Linked DNA regions of Ovis aries: region 2 is linked to region 1. Evidence: chromatin contacts called from public Hi-C data. All regions are on one chromosome and are shown on one strand. Each heading gives the region's core, a stretch centred on a gene start, on an enhancer-like site or on the middle of the called end of the contact. The rest is flanking DNA. Distances are from core to core; before and after follow the strand shown. Region 1 holds the start of CCN4 (cellular communication network factor 4). Region 2 has its middle 33 kb from the start of CCN4.

The links. A called contact is a pair of places that touch in the nucleus more often than the background predicts.
Region 2: a Hi-C map of skin fibroblasts shows a contact between it and region 1, with 2.6 times the contacts expected there. The contact joins the enhancer-like site here to the promoter of CCN4 in region 1. A contact is called at or near these places in 2 of 16 Hi-C or Micro-C datasets (skin fibroblasts and tail adipose tissue).

Annotation. Positions count from the first base shown.
Region 1 is chr9:21,263,765-21,266,464 of ARS-UI_Ramb_v3.0, forward strand. CCN4 (cellular communication network factor 4) reads right to left here and starts at 1,270. Exons shown (of 5, transcript XM_027972877.3): 1 at 997-1,270. The coding sequence starts at 1,068.
Region 2 is chr9:21,296,786-21,299,485 of ARS-UI_Ramb_v3.0, forward strand. No RefSeq gene overlaps it. Among named protein-coding and RNA genes, the nearest start is that of CCN4, 33 kb to the left of the region's middle. Within about 2 kb of position 1,251, at least 2 of the 54 cell types and tissues checked have an H3K27ac peak or open chromatin away from gene starts, as enhancers often do.

The DNA of each region.
Region 1 (2,700 bases), core at 20-2,519:
TGTGTCTTTGAGCCCATGGGCAAGTAGCTTACCCCCTCCAGCCTCAGTTCCCTCAGTTCCCTGGAAATGGGGCACATCAAATCCCAAGAAAGCTGTCTGTGGGAGTGGGTAATGAACTCCCTCCCACCGCCCTCCGCCAGCCTCTTGGCCTCACTCCTGGCAGCAGGCCCTGGCCCGGGGCCGTGGGCTCTTGGATTCAGAAGCTCTTTGCAGCTGCCCACCTCCTGCCCGCCCTGTGCCTGATCCCCGCCCCGAGCCCGCTGCCTGGCTCCGTGCTGCCACGTGTCTCGCTCCCTGGCTTCTCGGAGGGGCAGACCTTCCTCCCTTCCCCTCGGTGTGCCCCAGGATGGAGGTGGGAGACAGAGAACCCTCAGGGTCCTCCTGAACCAGCGGGTATCTTCTATAGGACCCAAACGTGCATGCTTCATAAACTGTAGAGAGCTGTGCAAGCCCAAGGCAGTTGTGGTTGGAGAATCATCACGAGTCCTGTGGCACATGTGAGCCCTTTTGTTGAAAGCTAGCCTTTTCCTTCCAACTTTCCTTGGTCCTTTCCACCCCGTCTTGTAGTATCTCCAACACTTGGAGACTCATTTTCCAAACCCAAAGGCTAGAAGTGTAACAACAATCTTCCTCACTTTATGCTGCTCAGAGAGAGTGAGTGACTAGCCCAAGGCCACACAGCGAGTCTGGGCAGACCTCTGCCTGGAGTCCAGGCTCCCTGACTCCCATTTCCTCCAAGTACCCCCTTTCTACTGCATTTCAGGTGGGAAATAAAGGGCATAGAAGTCCTGTTTGGTTTGTTTCCCAAGGTACTGGCCGTGATTCCCCTCCTGCCAGGACCATCTGTCCCCAGCAGCCTGACTCCTCACCCTGGGGCTTGCCCTGGCTCCTCAGTGGACACTTCCCTGCCTGCCCCCCCAACATTTCAGCCCTTCTCATCCCACCCACCCGCACAGCAGGGCCGATGGGGACGGTGCCCCTCGGGACAGGACTCACCGTGGCCAAGGTGCTGCCCGCTGCAGCTGCTGCTGCCACTGCCACCAGCGTCCAGGGCAGTAACCACCTCATGCCTGGAGGTCGGTGGCCAAGGCATCTACGGAGTAGCCCAGAGGATTCGGCCACTTCTCGGGGGAGTTGGACCGAGACTGACCTGGCCCATCAAAAGTGCCAGATATGCCTCTTCCCGCAGCCCTCAGGGGGTTTTATTAAAGTAAGATCTGACGTCAGGGTTAAGGACAAACCCTGCATTTTCCTCTGAAAAACTTTTCCTGTCTCTCTCTCTCTTTTTTTTTTTTTTCTTTCTTCTCTCTGTCCCCACCTCCAATCCAAGCTTGGCCAGCCTCCCCGGCTCTGACAGCTCTTAAAGGGAAAGTTACAGGGCTGTGATTTCACACCGGGGGTGGTAAAACCTCACAGAAGGAGCCGGGGTCATCCTCCCTGGGCATTTCTCAAAGGTGGGGAGGGGGAGCCAGTGGAGGGTGCTGGGTGGAGGCGGAGATCCAGTTTCAGGGCCTGGCGCTGGCAGGGGCTTTGAAAGCGTTCCCAGTGGAGAAAATCAACTCCCTCCCATTCCCTCCGGCTGCTTCTGCTTCTGGTTTGCATTTGTCGTCTTTCACGCCTCTCTCTTTCTGGCTGCAAGAAAGGAGGATGGCTTTAGTCCACTGATCTCGAAATGGTAGGAATTCACCAATGAGCTCAGAACTGGAGCCCGTCATACCATCATTACCCCCTCCACAAATTAAAGCCCTGGTTTCAATTTGTGGGCATTCCCTCCCCTGCTCTTAGCCTGAAGTCTTGCGTACTGGCGGGCTACAGTTCGTGGGGTCGCAAAGGGCCAGACATGACTGAGCGACTAACACTCACACACACACCCTTGGGTACTGGGGCTGTCTCTCTGCATCTGGGTGCTTGTTGTCCCTGGTGGGTTCGGGGTGCCTGGCTGTTATGCTCTGTAGCACACTTGCCACACCGGTAAGGGCGTCTCCTTTGGAGCCTGGTCTGCCCTCGTCCAGCCCCTTCACCCCCACGTGGACCTTAGCCACAGACTCCTGTTTGTTGGTTACTGACCACCCTTCTCAGAGCCACCAGAGCGAACCTTGGCGAATAGGACTACGGTGATGGCATTCTCCCGGTGCCAGCCTCCCTAAGCCTGCCCATTGACTTAGCATGGAATTCCCAGTCCTGGCGTGGCCTCTGGGCCAGCTGCCTCTCCGATCTCTTTTTTTCTCTTGCCTCTCTCCCTCCTCTGCTCTGCACTCAGCCTCGGTGGGCCCCATGCTGCTCGTCTCATTCCCCAGCAAACTCCCATCCCTGCACCTCAGTGGAAGCCCTCTCCCCTGCGGTTCTCATAACACTCACGCCATGTCTTCCCTTTCCCTGTAACTTGAACAAGGGGATGCTGAACCACATGTGGCTGCTTGGAAGTGGTGGCAGGTTTGTGTCTGTGGAGGGGGTTTATGACCACAGACATGACCCCGTAAGAGGTGGCTCTGATGATTTCTCCATTCATTGACCTAAGAGTGGGCTTCTTATCCAATTCTGGCCAATGAAACAGAAAGAGAAATTTGTGGGGTACTCCTAGAAAGGATTTCATTCCTCAGGAGGTGGAACAAACTTCTCTACCCATTGTTTTTTCCCTTGAGTTCAAAGGTGATGGCTGGAGTTGCAGCAACCATTGTGAGCATACAAGGCACCAGCTGG
Region 2 (2,700 bases), core at 1-2,500, 33 kb after region 1:
GCTCCCAGGGTCCAGCTTTGTTTCCCTGAGGCAGCGTCCTCCTGAGCTGTGTGGAGGTCCACGCTGGTTTGCTCTGGTCATTTGAGAGAGCATCCTGAAACCCGGAGCAGCAACTGAGGCTTTATGTAGAAATTAGGAACAGACATAGGAGGGAGGGACTAGACTGTGGAGAAACAGAGGGGCTAGGAGAGGATTCGGGAAGACAAGGCTGCGTGACATTTCCATTTGGCTCTGTTCACCATCTATTAACACCAAGAAGGAAGAGGGGACTAGAGGCAGAAGTAGGCGTTGTAGTTCAGTCAGAAGAAATTGCTAGCCCGGGAGGCTTTTCGGTGTCTTAATGACTGCGAGGCTCCAAATGCATGAGCAATCGTAGGGGGTGGTGGACAGGTGGTGGGGAGAAGGGACTCCCCCCTCGCCCTGCCGCCTCCCCAAGGGAAAATATTCCGTGACAGCAGGGCCAATGAATCAGCCATGCGGCATGCTAGACCACCAGCATGGTGGTTCCGATCCACTCCAGCCAAATATCAGAACAGGTTCTCCCCGGAGCAGCAGAAGGTACACCTGTGAAATTACAGCGTGGCCTCCACTCAGGAAGACACCCTGCACGTGGGGTGCAGCTCCCAGCACAGAGGGTGGCCCCACCCTGGGGCCCGTTGATGTGGCCACTCGGGAGCTGCCTTTCGCTGCATCAGGATGTCCGGGTCTGACTGGCCACCTGCTCTGCTGACTCGGTGTGCTCTCAAACATCCCCCAGCCTCACCCCAGGTCCCCAGCCACCAGGGACTCTCACAGCAGGGCGGGGGCAAGGATCAGGAGCAGGGGAGGGTCTTGGACAGGGTGATGGTCTGGTATGAAAATGTGGGTGTTTCTGTGATTTCTCTGCTGGACGCAGTCTCAGCGGCCCCGTTTCAGCAGAGGTGATGCTGTGCCCTGCCAACGTGGCCACCAGGACCTCTGGGGCTTCCGTGACACTCCAGGCCCTCCTGGGAAGGCTCTGGTTGGGAGCATTTTGAACACAGAGGGCAGAGGTGGCAGATGGAGCTGTGTTCTGGGGAAGGGAGCCGGGCCGAGGGGGAGTCTGGTGATGAAGGTAGTAAAGGGTTTTCATGGCCCTCTGAACCTTGGGGAGGGAACCTGGGTCCTCAGAGGCACCACTTGGAGGCAGGGGCGAGCTGGCCGGAGGGCAGGGCTCCCAGCCGCCAGTGGTGGGCCTGCAGGCTTTCAGAATGAGTCAGGGCCTGGCCGCTGACACTGGTATTTTCCATCCCAGGCCATATGGGCTGATTCTGAGTTTCAGAGGAAACCGCTTGGCAAGAGGCGGCCTGGGAAATCTCAAATCATATACAAATGTCTCCCGGCCCGCCCCCTGACCTCCATCTCGGGCGAACGTGAGCACACACACACCACCTCCAGCCCAGAGCACAGATGGTCATGTGAGCACACACACACCACTTCCAGGACTAGCACGAGGGAGCACGTGCCTGCACACAGCCTCCAGCCCTGTCACACGTGCCCACATGTGTCCACACACACACACAACATGCACTCACATGCCTTCCACCCCACCCTATGTATCCACTCTCCCCGCTAAACACATAAAGAAACAGGGTTTGCTCACTCATTCCTACTGTGCCAGTGTGAAAGGAAAGAGCTTGCAGAACCCATGACCAATAGGCACCTCCACTGGACCCGGGGCCCCGCCTGAGCGGCTGGGGGCAGGTGGCCGGGGGGGGGCAGGTGGCCGGGGAGGGGCAGAGCAGCAGCCCCTCGAAGAGGGTGCCAAGGGACTCCTGCAAAGCCTCTGAACTGTTCTGATGAACAAGAGCTACAGGTGGGAAAGATGGAAGGGGGACTTCCCTGGCGGTCCAGTGGTTAAGACTGCGCTTCCATGCAGGAGGTGCGGGGTCCATCCCTGGTCGGGGAACTAAGATCCTGTGTACTGTGGTATAGCCAAATGAAAGAAAAGGCGGAAGGGATGATGTAGCTGACAATGCTGGGTGACACTTTGGTTTAGAAAAAAGGCCATCGAGGGCCTTTTGGATCGGGACAAGCACAGACCTCTCCCCATCCCACCCCACACCCCGCCCCAGGACGTGACAGCAGAGTGGGTAAAGATGACTCACCTGATACCGTAACAGGGATTCCAGGGCTTTTCTGATGGGCAGGGAGGGAGAGGCCAGAGTCAGGAAAGAGGAGAAGAGGAAGATATCACAAGAGGTCCACGGGTGAGCAAGTGGGCGGTAAGCCTGGGGAGAGGCTAGGGAAAGAGGGCCTGGGGTGTGATGGCCGAGAAGCCCAAATGTCTAGGGTCCTGTATCCAGTTGTTCCTGCTCTGTGTGGGTGGTGTTCGTGACCCCAACCTTTAGTACGAGTCTGTCACACAAGCAGGTGGGGTTCTCACGTGAACAGGGTGGGGAGATGCCAAGGAGAGGAGGGCATTATGGGAAGGAGGTGCAGAAAAGCAGGCTGAGTGAGGGGCAGGGGGTCCCGAGAACCACACTTTGGAGAGAGAGTGAGTGTGAGCGTGTGTGTATACTTGTGTGTGCCCATATGTGTATGCATATGAGTGTTTCTGTTGCACAGGGGGAGCCTCCAGGCTCTACATGTTGGGCCACTGTTAGGGACTCATTGGAGTTGGGGATGAAGGCCACAAGGTCATGGACATGGGATTAGCTTTCTTGCCACAGAGAAACCTCT